Regions from separate parts of the Gossypium hirsutum genome. Here region 2 is linked to region 1. A link is a contact called in public Hi-C data. All regions are on one chromosome and are shown on one strand. Each heading gives the region's core, a stretch centred on a gene start, on an enhancer-like site or on the middle of the called end of the contact. The rest is flanking DNA. Distances are from core to core; before and after follow the strand shown.

Evidence for each region. A called contact is a pair of places that touch in the nucleus more often than the background predicts.
Region 2: a contact with region 1 is called in a Hi-C map of leaf, with 2.3 times the contacts expected there. The contact joins the promoter of LOC107936496 here to the enhancer-like site in region 1. A contact is called at or near these places in 5 of 34 Hi-C or Micro-C datasets (callus and leaf).

The regions. Positions count from the first base shown.
Region 1 is chrA08:119,142,960-119,149,285 of Gossypium_hirsutum_v2.1, reverse strand. No RefSeq gene overlaps it. Among protein-coding and RNA genes, the nearest start is that of LOC107936508, 8.3 kb to the left of the region's middle. Within about 2 kb of position 1,650, at least 5 of the 9 cell types and tissues checked have an H3K27ac peak or open chromatin away from gene starts, as enhancers often do. A contact at or near this core is called in leaf, where this site is marked.
Region 2 is chrA08:119,187,964-119,195,023 of Gossypium_hirsutum_v2.1, reverse strand. LOC107936496 (splicing factor U2af small subunit B) reads right to left here and starts at 2,509. Exons shown (of 1, transcript XM_016869227.2): 1 at 1,154-2,509. The coding sequence starts at 2,283. The coding sequence ends at 1,438. LOC107936497 (V-type proton ATPase subunit F) reads right to left here. Exons shown (of 5, transcript XM_016869228.2): 3 at 6,153-6,234; 4 at 5,203-5,285; 5 at 3,992-4,440. The coding sequence ends at 4,276. It overlaps LOC107936474 (tryptophan synthase alpha chain), which reads left to right. Exons shown (of 9, transcript XM_016869204.2): 9 at 1-73.

The DNA.
Region 1 (6,326 bases), core at 401-2,900:
AAACACAATGCCAACAAAAGAAAATGATATGTAGCTTATTCTTATTGGAAGTCCTATATTTTTTCAGATAAAAGGGGTAGGCCTCCCTGAAATGGGAAAATTTCAGTTCTTATCCTTTAAAATGTAAATAAAAAAAAAACTTGACTTTGCCCTCCAAAATTATAAAATTTTGATTTAGTCCTTTCAAAACATTATAATTAATTACAATAATAAAATTGCATTTTAAATCTTATAAAAACATATAATTTAATATTGATCCTTCCAGAAAAAGCTTTTCTAGCCTCTCTTTTGGGGAACGGATAGTTTAGATATCAATTTAAAAAAAAAAATTATGTACTTAAATGAAAAAACCAATATAATTCATGAACCAATTTGATAATTAAAACGAAAATCGATAATAAAGTTTGTCAGTCATTTTGGTGGACACCATTCAAAAAGTAAAAAGATTAGGGCATAGAATCAACATGATTCACACGATTCAGATGAGCATCATCTTCATAATGAAAAATAATGATAAAAGAAATCAGCTACAATACACTAAAAAAGGACCCTTTTTTACTATAATATTTTATGTGTGGGTTGCATGCTGTTATGAATGGAATTGTGATGAACTCATTTTGACCAAATCCAAATTAAATATAATATACTTCCAACAAAATATTAAATATAATATTTATTAAAATAAAGTTGTTTTTAACTCCTGTGAACTGTGATTCGATTTTAAAGCGCATTCATTAGATTTCAAAGTGAAATTAAGATAAATAAATAAATATATATTTAAATGAATATGATAATATATTAAATATGTCGATTGAGTCTTAGCTTGATTAGTATTGGCGTTATTGTCAGTATAGGAGGATGTGGGTTTGAGTACGCTGAAGCGCATTATCCTCCTATTTAAGGGTTGGGAAAGGGCTATGAGTAATTTTAGGCATTGACATATTATACTATTTGTTAAAAATAACAAATAATTTTTTAAATTTTTTAATGCTTCTTGCTAAAATAAAGTTCAATAAGGCATCGGAGTTGTTGATTAATGCTTCTTGTTATATGCAATTACAATATGTTGGTTTTCAGTCCTAACATGTGCCTTTGTCATATATGGGTTTTGTCCAATTTTCTTAGGCATGGATTAGTCTTGTCAACTTAAGTTGGAATGATTTCTTTTCCAAAATGTAATTTGTCACCTTTTAAAGCTTTTTGAACTAAAAAATTTAATTTGATTAATTCAAGTTCACATTTGATCCAATCTGATTTGATCATAAAAAAATAACAATCTTAATCCAAATGTCATAGAATAAAAAATAATCTGAACTCAAGATGACCTAAATGTGAAATAGCTCAAACTTGAAATGCCATGACTCTGTCTTCATACCTCGCCAACATCACCTTGTCGATCACAACATTGTCTATAGATGACACCTCACCAATTTAACCTTGCTAGCACATGCATACTTGACAGGTAGAACGTCTCCAACCTACCTTGCCAAAGACATGTGTTGAGCCTCCTCTTCACATTAAGAACACAGAGAGCTCACGTAAAAATTCGTTAAGTCAACATCAATTTAATCGCAACCAGGTAATCAAATTCATCAATACCATCGTCGTTTAGCTAGGAAGGCTATCATGTCCCTTAAAGGGCCTATCATGACAAGACCAACAAGGACACATATGGCCTAAGGGAAATGGGCCTCGCTTGTAACTATAAGTACCCTTCCATATCATTAAAAAGGTTATTCTTCTTCAACATTTTTTTTTGCACTCTTATTTTATCCAATCACCATCCTAGCGACTCTCAATACATCACTATCATGTAAACCGCCATCTTTCTCCTCCTTGCTCTTTTTACCTTTAACAAACTCAAAACAAGAAAAATTTGAAATAATTCAAACTCAAAATGAACATAAAATATTAAAATCAGATCGACCTAACCCAATCATGTCTTCACTTTCACTTCTTATTTCCTTTAGATTTTTTTTTCTCTCATTCCATCTACCTTTACTTTGACAATGTTCTTTTGCCTGAGCATTCTCAAAAGAATCCCTTCTCGTCTTTCTTGCCACAAGGTCCTCTTGTTATAATTGACTATTTTCCTCACAAGCGCTCCTACTAAGAGTGACAATGAGGGAAAATTAGGTACACGAACTTGCCGATTGTTGATGGGTTCATTTCTTAACTGGATGTCATTGTTTCATAGAACTAGGCAACAATTTAAAAATCGAGCTTGAGCCACCTCTATCAACACCGATGTTATTAAGTCACATTCCCTTCCCTCCTGTTGCCTCTTTCTTGTTTTCATAGTTTTGATCAGACATGACGCGTGTGAATGTTCCATCGCTTTGGACTCCGGTTATAAAGGTTGTTGAGCTCAACAGAAGTGTGGCTCTCTCCCTCCTCCATGTCCATACTCGAATAACTCTTCTTTTGGCACAGAGAAGATTACAATCGGTCCTTTGGCCTAATGATTTATTTACCATATTTGATATTTTGTTGCCTTGTAACTTGTTTGAATGATTCTAATGTTTAAAAAAACAAAAAATCTACCATGTGGCAAAGATTTTCATGTCTTGAATTTAGGGCACGGGTCCTACTACAATGATTAGAGATGAAATTGATTTTTTTTTCATAAGAATTCCCAAAGTTTTCCCTTTTTAAAAAGAAAAAAAACTCTTTCCAACTTGTCACTGTATTTTTTATATCATGTGGAGGAGGCTCCTTGGGGTCTCAAGCTCTTTGTTTAGTCAGTTCATGTTTGTTACTTATTGGATCAATTTTGATTGAATTTTAAAGGCTACTTTTGAATTTTGATCTGAAATCTGATATGATATCTCACTGTAATTGGATTCTCTGCTGGGCCTTTTCCTTTCTTTTTTTTTTCTTTTTTTTTTTCTGGTGTGTGTAGGCTCCATGGAGAGAAAGGACAACCATGTTTCTAGATTAATTTAAATAATCAATTTTTTAGATAAAAATATTAATTTTTATTTAATAAAAATATTAATTTCGAAATACTAAATTTTTTAAAAATTAATTTCGTTAATAATTAAAACGACAATACAATAACAAACAGAAAAAGACAGAAAACAAAATTTGATATGATACAAATAAAAGAATACAGATATTAAATTTCATAAAAATAAATTGTGAATGTGTAAAAATAAATGCTCTAATTAGAGCATAGGGCCTCATGTGGGTCTTACTAAGAAAATGCTGTCTCCCCAATATATGGGCTTCTTTTTCTTGAAAACCATATTCCCCAACACACTGTTCTTTTCTTCTCATTATCTTCCCTACATTAAAATATTTAGGGAATCTTAGATACAAAATTATGACACTATATTTTGGTTTTTTTTGAATTTCACAAGCGGATTAAGAGTATGATTTGTATTTTATAAAATATAGTAAAATAAAATATTTTTAATATGTAAATAAATAGGACACTTGTCATGTTTTCAATAACATTTGTGGAGTTTAACGCTTTACAAGTTGCAAATCATATAATTATATAGATAAATTTTAAATTTATTATGAAATTTGAATTTGTACAATTTTAAACATGAAATTTTGATTTGATCTAATTCTCAAAAATTATTAAAACAATTAATGATGATGCGTATGATTGAATCAAATTAAAGTTTCATGTTTACATTTGAACCACAATTAAAATTTCATATGTATAATTACACCAAATCAAAGTTCATGTATTGTAGGGTGGACCTTCGAAATATATGTCAAATCTCACTCCAAGCTATACATATGATTTTCATCGAATACGGTTTTTCACATAATTCTATATGTATCTATGAGATCGAGTATGAATTCTGTTTACTTACTTTAAATTAAGTATCCGTTTCCATCCCTTTCCTATTAGGATTGAAAATATTTATTTTACATATTCATATGATTAAATCAATGAATTTTTGAAATAGTGTAAAAATATCTATCTTAGATGATAATTTTGAGGATATTTAATTGTCCAAGACAATGGGATATTGTTTATTTTGAAAAAGTAAAAAATGTTCTCTTGAAAAAGAAATTGCTTAAAAAAAAGATAACACTTATTATTTATAATTACAATCTAATCCTTAGCTAGTGGATTAAGAATTTATATTTTTTGTCTCAACAAGTTTCTACATCCTCATTGTAGCTTAAAAACAGATAAAATCACACTATAGTTCGCTTTGCTCTTAATTTTTAAGAGATTTCGTTAAGGAATATTTACAAGCACCAATTAAAACTTATAATCTATATCTTTTTATGTGTTATACATTATATATATATATCATTAAAAAGAACATTAAAGACCGTAATGAAGATAAGGTGTGAAAATTTAAGCATTTTGAGGACCCCATTGAAAGAGTAAATTGCATTTTTTGTGTGCCCATGACTGTAATGCCTTCCACAAGCTTTGGGTTGCTAGTACTATGATTTAAAAAAATAGTCACAAATCAAATCAACCTTACGTTTGCCTACCAAGTGAATGACAAAAAAAAAAGGGTAATTATACACCAAAGTCTAAAGCTAAAGGCTAAAGTGGAGCAAAATTATCTCAACTTTGGAAACTGGCCAGACTTTTTATTTCAATAAAATAGACTATGCCAACCATGTTATTAGTTTTAGCGCCTGCATCCTTGTTGGGAATTTTCTTTATAAAGGGAAAAAAAATGGCATCCAAGATGTACCTATTAAAGAGAAGCAATGATGTTAAAAGTTTGGTATTTGAGGAGGTGACGGGTCCAATAGAGTGGTAGTATCTAGTATTTTAGTTAGGTGCTGAAAATAGGTCATATAGATACACAATGTTACCTATAAAGAAAATCTCAACAGTTGCACTTGATAATGTTTGGATCCATGTTGTATAAGGCATTGTTGGGTAAGTGCGCTACTTGTTGAGGCATTTGTGATTCTTGATGAACAAAATTTCACATACTTCTTTTGAAAGAGTCGACCTCCTTTCAAGCTTTCATGCTTGAGAGTTAGTAGACCCTTCGATGAGTTGGGTTTGTGGAGCTTGAGTGTTTGGAGTGACAACGAGTTCAAAAGAGTGATAGAGTCACATTAGATGCCTATAAAATTGAATCATATAGATGTATTGGTCACCTACTAAGGAAGTCTCAACATTTGCACTTAATAATGTTGGAATCCATGTCCTATATCATAAATGTTATTGTTGGATAAGTATGCTATCGGTTGAGTTGTTTGTCAATTATTGACAAAAAAAAAAGAAAGAAAAATCACATACTTCGTTTGAACTTTCTTTCAACAGCTTTTATGCTTGAGAAAGCTATCTTCTCTTTTAGTGTCTTTGGGTCGATTTTGTAAATGATAGAACATAAATTCCACCATTTACTATATGTTATTTGAAAGCCTTTGACGCTAATACTGTAAAATACCTATTGTTGGCTACATTGATTTGTATTTTAGAGAAATGAAGTTTGGTGTGTGTGTCTCTCTATGTGTATATATAGTAATTGGTGGGTGATTTTGTGAGAAAATTAAAGGTTCCAATGGCTGATTTTCTCACAAATAAACAAGTTTTGCTTAGGTAAAAGTTCATTCTTTCTCTTTTTTTTCTTTGAGACTTTTTCATTAGCCTTGTATGTTATTTATTTATGGTTTAATTATTCTTTTATCTTTTTACTTTCGAAATTTTAAAATTTAATCTCTTTATGGATTTAGTAATCTTTACTTGTTTGATTTAAAAATTAAAATCCACTTAGAGACATTGTTATTGGAGCTTCTTAAATTTGAATATGTGTCATTTTAATATTCAAAAGTATAATTTAAAAATTAATGTTTAATTGATAATATATATTTAAATTTAATAAAAATCAATTTATTAGGTTAACAATTGAATTTTAATTTTCAAATTAGACAAGTAAAAATTACAAAATTTATGGAATTGAAAGTGGAGAAATTAAATTTTAAAAAAGTTTAAAGAGTATTGTTGAAAAAAATTCAATTTGAAAACAATTTTTTTGCTCAACGAAAAATTAAAAATTTAAAATTTGAGTCGGTTTGTAATATTTATAGCAATAAACCCTTCACCAAAATCGCACATGTGTTTTCGACTAGGCAGATCTTTTTCGTTCATGGCTTTCAACCGAATGGCCTTTTTCGCTATTATCGTATCACGAACTGTTTCGAGTGTGGACTCGAACGAATTTGAATCAAACACAAAACTGAAAATTGTTTACTTTACTTTCAGTTGAAAAACAAATCTCTCTTTAATAGAAACCGGTATAATTGTTATTCAGGAAAATAGAATTTATACTTAAAAATTAAATTATCACTATTTTCAGACAAAATAATAATATTTTCGGGTAGAA
Region 2 (7,060 bases), core at 1,260-3,759, 45 kb before region 1:
GACTGGATACTTTTTTCCTTGCAAATTGGAATTTCTTTGAAATAATGTGAAAATCTTGGGTTTGAAAGTACAATTTTGAGATCGAATTTTATTTTTAATTAGTTTTTAAAGTTAAATTCATTGGGTGCTCTGTCTTATGGGGGATACAATAAATTTCTGAATTATTTTCTCTCGTTTGAACTCGAAAAATGATCTTTAATGTCGTCAAAAACTTATTCAACCAAACTTCTAAACTCGAGATGTGAATTGTGCACATAATTTTTCTACTTTCTTTGAAATTTAAAGTTTTAATCATTACTAAATAACATACATTAAATGCATTTTTATTATTTTTAAAATTTTATACAATAAATACATTATTTCATATCAACTAATTTTTCTCTCAAAAAAATAGTTATTTTCATTTAATTCTATAAATATATTATCTCATATGTACTAACATATCAACTAATTATTTTCTCTAAAATTAACAGTTATTTTCATTTACTTCTAAAAAAGTTAGATTATTTTAGTTGAGGAATGTAATAATGATTTTTGAATCAAAACTAAATTCTTAAAATTCGAAAAAAATATAATACTCAAATTAGAGAAAAAATTTAAATCCAATTTACATATAAAATATGATAAAATTTCAAAATTTAAAATTAATAAAAATAAAAATTAATAAAATTCTGCATAGTAGGTTTCAAAAATGAGCTAAATCCTAATATTTATAATCCCTATACTTTTTGAATTTTAAAATTTTAAAATTTTAGTCTCACCAAACAATTAACTTTTAAATTTATTAAGTTATACTATTTTTAAAATATGATGTGATAATATTATTATCACATCTACTCCCTAAAAATTCAATTAATGAATTAATGACTATCGTTTGCTTTTAGAAGGATCAAATTGGAAAATATGGACTAAGATAACTATAGGCATAATATAGACCTAATAATTGGACTTAACTTCACATACTTAACTGCTACTATCTGGATCAAGACTAATTTTTTTTTTAAAATTTAAAAAATATAGGGACTAAAATAGATCAAATAATAGAGACTAAATCTATAACATTTACAAAGTACCAAGGATTAATAGTAGCATTTAACCTGAGAGAAGAACTTTAAGAAGAGCATAAGAATCTGACTAAAACAGAGTACTTGAGTAAGCAAATTAAAGCAAGAACTGATATTAAAGTAGCTTGAATCTCTTTAACAATGGACAAAAATAAAAGGAAACTATTCAACAGAGATACAGATACTCCCTTTAAAAAGACATTGTAACAGCTAAAATGGTGTCACGCATAGCTCGAAATGAATATTTAAGTTTTACCCAAAGTTGCAGAAACATAACAAAAACATTTCTGAAATTAGAAAAATAAATAATTATAACCAAAAAGGGAAGAGAAATGAAAATTATAGATCAAACCGTGGTCTAAAGAGCTTGCTCTTATGGCTTCTCTTCCCTTTCTCGATTCCATTGTTCAATCCTGGCTCTACGTTCTTCACTCCCTTCCCTAGCAGGTGGAGGGCTTCGGCTTCGGCTTCGACTATGGCTTCGTTTAGGACTTCCATTTTTTCTCCGACCACCGGCGTCACGGTCAGTCCTATCAGGTCTTCGACCATTCCTATCGCGATTATCATCACGGTCACGGTGACGGTCGCGATCCCTATCACGGCGGGGGCGAGGACTTCCGCTTCTGCTCCTACTCCGATGTCCTCTGTATTTCCGGTAACTTCCGAACAGTTTCCTTCTAAGGTCTCTCCCAATTACTTTGACGTGCATGAAATTGCAATAACCACCACGGTTACAGTTATTCTCCTCGTATTGCCGACACGTGGCTTCACGGAAATCGGTAACCGGGGAAAAATCGGCAATGATGGGTCGACCGGAGTAAAACCTTCCTTGAAGTGCCTGGAGAGCGGCTGCCGCTTGATCTTCCTCCCTGAACTGAGCATATACGTTTCCAATCATGTGATCGGCGAGGTTATCACAAACGTTAAGACTCTCGATCTCACCGAACTTGCTTAGTTCCTCGTAGATATCCTCGTAGAAATCCTCGAAATGTTCCTGGATCTTGCGAGGATCTATGGGTTGTCCTTGGGGATCTACTCCGGGAGTGATCATATCTGGCCGCTGATACATGTTGGAAAGAAGGATGGTTGGGGAGATCGTCGGCCGGTTATGGAGACGTGAGCACCGGTCACCGTGCCGGCAAGCTCCAATCTTGAAATAAAAGGGACAATTAACACGGTCCTTCTCGGTACCGAAGATAGAGGCTAAGTGTTCCGCCATTGTTGAAGGAAATCAAACACAATAACGAGATTATTAAATTTAATTTCTATTAAAAACAAAAGGGATGAAGAAGAAATAGAATTGGGAAGCTATGGTAAAGTTAGGGTTTTCGAAACCCTAATTTTTGGAGTTCTTTTGGAAAAGAAAGGGAAAGAGAGAGATGGAGCATACGCCGGGGAAAGCCTTCGTAAACAAAAATCAAAGACCGGTTGTTTGGTAAATGATGGGCTTAATGATCCCTTAAACAAAATGGGTCTATGATGGGCTTTGAAGAGAAAAAGGGTGAACTACACCAAAGGTCATAAATTATTAGTATGTTTACATTTTAGCCACTCAACTTTAGAAAGTTACAAAATAGTCACTATACTATTCAAATGTTTTCATTTAAGTTACTAGACTGTTAAGATTTTTTTAAAAGTCTAAATGGTGACCTTCGAGCGACAATATAATGATCGGTACAATGGAACAATACCTATTAACAAGTAGAACATATGTCAGATCTAAGACGATCTGATGGTCAGTGTCAAAGAAGAAAACAATTTAAATTTTGTTTTGCAAATTCGTGATGTTCAAAGTTGTTTCATGAACTGTAAAAGAGAAGGGGAAGTTTACCCTTTCGATTGGTGTCGAAGGTGAGAACAGAGAAGACCATAAAACTACGATTTAAATAGCTTGATGACTTAAATAAAAAATTGCAAATAATTTAATGATCATTTTGTAAGTTTTTAAAATTGAATGAGTAAAACATAAACTATCAATAATTCAATGATTTTGGATGTAGTATACCCAAAGAAAAAATGTGAAAGTATTTAGTAAATTGCTCTATTATAAGGACAAGAATAAATTAACCCTTCTATTATGAAATGAATCAAAGATTAAATTTGAACAAGATTTAATATTTAAACTGCAAATGAAAAAAGTTATGGCATTTTTTAAATAATGATTATTAACTTTGTCATAATTTGATTTAACACTAACTTTTTCTTTTGTTGATACCTAAGACTATCCATAATTATTCTCCAATTACATTTCAACACACTCGAACCCTTAAACGAGCTAAAACTCAATCAACATGAAGCAACTAATGTGAACTAATGTTAATCGGTCACAAATTGACTTAGCAGATAGTTTCACCAAAGAAAAAATTGTTAGAATATAAATTAATGAAAAATCAACCAGGAATCTTAATTGCATCCCGTTGGAGAACTTTAGCATTTTATAAATTTGTGCAAACCAAAATTTTTCAGCCAGACTTGTTGATCCTAAATCCATAATCCAACATAATCCAAACTCAAAATTCTGAATTGGATTGAATTCATTTGGACTCGATAACCTTAAAATAATTCGATCTTGAAATGATTCAAAGTTAAAATGACTTGAAAAACTCTGCATAACAAATTCGAAATTTCCATAGCAACGTAGAATGACACGAACTGAAGTCTAAACCCAAAACTGACTCTCAACCAAAATGACTCCAAACCCAAAAATTTTATCTTATAAATTACCCGGACTCAAATTGATATGATCTAAAACCAACCTAGCCTCGCCAATTAATAGTTCCAGCTACAAGCTTACAAGGCCATATAACACTAGTGGAACTTATTTTTCAAGTACCTTAAAACGAGCTACAACAATTTAATAGGCTCCCTACACCATAGATTCCAGCTTATCTTTCTCTAATCAACAAGATTTCAAGCAAACCCGGCCAGAAAAAAGAGTGCCATTCAATAGAACCATCGTTACCTTAATGTTAACAAGGAGGCATCCGTTGGATGATGACTGATGAATCCTCCGAACTCTAGTCAAACATCTTATTCAATTAAAAAAAAAAAGCCACTAAAGCATATCTCCAACTAAAAGTTGCATACTGTAGTTCATGGAATTTGAGACGAGAACCACTACCAATTGTCTGGAAAGAATAATTTTAGTCACCCATAATAAACGAATCATTAAGGAAATAGAAACACAATGAGACTAAGTGTCTATTGGCATTTAACGCCTCCCAGATGCCACTGATTCTGCAGAAAAGAGGTATTTAACCCGTGAAAGAACTGAATCATGTGCCGGATCATATGGATGATCCTTAGATGGAATCTCCAAGATCGCTGGAACAGGCTTGTTGTAGCTATCCACCAGAAACCTTATCATATTTGCAACCTGCGATTAAAAAGGTAGAGGGCCACAGCTTAATTTAGCAAATACGAACTTGGTTTCCAATGAAATTCAAATAGAAATTCTGTACTTGTGTCTGGACCGGTTATCATTATAGATCAAACTATGAATGTAAAAGATTCAAAAGGCAGTGTCATTTGGTTAATCTAACTAGGTAGTAGGCTAGGATAGCCAATATCAGAATAAGATGAAATTATCAATAAGACAGTACGAGCAAGCAAGACAAGAAGTAGAACACTAGCTGGTCATGAAGAAGTTTAGGTACTAACCATATTTTACAGAGGCATTTTATCAAATGGCATATCTTTTATTTGATCAGATCTCATCATCGGTATTACTAATGTAGCAGTCCCTATTATTGTTATTGATAACATGATTCATGTAACAAGTTAGAGAGTCACTTAAACACTGCACTTCATTACTGAATCCAGTATATGTGTTTCTGAGCTTTAAGGCAATATAGGTTAACATGTCACAGATAATTGACCAACAGTCAATTCTATGGAGCAGTGTAAGTGTGACTTAATAATGCGATGGAAGCAAGAGAATTTACATGATCTGTGCGACTTAATAATGAGATGGAAGCAAGAGAATTTACATGATCTGTGTTTGTTAGCATTTCATAGATCTCCAGCTACACATTACAACTTCTGTGCACGATACAGCTTAACAAACATATAGATATTCGCATAAAAACTGCAGAATAGAATTGATAATTTATGGCAATATCTGCTGGAAAAAACTTACATATTGGCTAATCAGAACGACAGCAATATCCTCCCGTGTAGTGAACTCCTTAAACGTATCTTCAATTTGTTTAACAGTGGTTTCTAACAGGCAGAAACAAAAGCATTGAGTGAGTAAATGATAAAAAATCTGGAAATATTTAATTTGAATATGAAAATAACCATCCGCGATGATTTGTTTATAGAAAAACCTAAAAAAGAAAAAGCTAAAAGATGTAGAAATCTGATATTTATTCTGATCCCAACAAGTCAGACAACTATGCATTGTCCTTCCTTTTCTATTTCCCTCCCCTCTATTGCTACCAAATGAAAGGACATTTCCTAATAAATGGGTTAATTACTTAATTTTCCTAGTCAACACACATACAATGCAAATGATGTCATATTTAAAACTTGAAAGACATATTCGTACTTCTCTATGAATTGTTTATTTTTACTAGTCTTATTAATACTTGTTTCAACACAAAAAGGCACAAACACGTGGTTCCCACCCAAATAAAAATTTAATAACCAAGGAACCTAAAAGTCCAAAAGAAAAAATGACTTGAAATCATAGGTTCTGAGAATATAATTCAACTACGGTTGCATGTGTTAACAAATATGAAACAAACCATGTAGTTACTTTGATTTGAAAAAGAAAACTGTATCAACGGCATACATTTAGTTTAAAAATCCTAAACAGCATGTTCCCTTATTCAATATCTAGATTGTGATATTCCACTCTTTATCTAGACAGCAGATAAACCACGGTCAAGCTGAACATAATTTGGCCAATTCATTTACCCTAAGGTGATTAAGAGAAAGTAAATAACTGCTCAACCTTTGAATCCAATGAGCGAATAAACTATCAATGGCAAGTATGCAACTATAAAATGTTGACAAGAGTTTGATGAAGACCATACTTAAAATTTCAATTAATAGTAATAAAACATAGAAAGTTAAAGAGCTTACTTGAATCTACAATAAGATAATTTGTCTTCCTTCGCAAGTCAACATTACCCACACCAGCCATTAGAAAACCAACCACCGTGTCCTAGCCCAACAAATTATAAGTCAGACAGGTCAAGTCAATTTGTGAATTACATATAATGACATTTATCATTATGTTAACAACATTAGTAGAACATATATTCATCAAACCATACCATACACATACTCTTATTCTTACTACGTTGAGGAAACATGGAAAATGACTGGATATAGATGTTTTGGGGGAATTCTTAAAACAGTATGGCAATGAGTGATCTTTTCTATAACATATTAGAATCATTCAGAAAATGAAAAACTCGCCAATAAATTTATGATGTAATGAACTTATGATAATTTTTCATAGAGCTAAATCTGAATGATATTTACTTTCACTGGCACCCGAAACAAGCAGATTAAACTGAGATTAAGGATCAGCTAGCACAGTTAAATCTGTATGGCAATGAGTGAACTTTTCAATAACATACCAGAATCATTCAGAAAATGCAAAGCTCACCATGAAGTTTATGCTGTCATGAACTAATGGTAACTCATCATTGAGCTAAATCTGAATGTATCTACTTTTCACCCTCATCAAAAACGACAAGCAGACAAAGCTGAGTTTAAGGATCAGCAAGTGAAGCTAAATCTGTATAGCAATTAGTGAACTTTATAACATAGCAGAATCATTCAGAAAATACAAAGCTCACCACTAACTGTATAGTGTTATGAACATATGATAAATTCATCATAGAGATAAATCTGAACAGTGTTTACTTTTCACCCTCGTCGAAAACAACAAACAGACTAAGCTGAGTTTACAGATCGGCTATCACGTCACTACTAAGTCCAAGCAACACGCGTCAAACTTAATAAAGTATTTTGTACCAAAT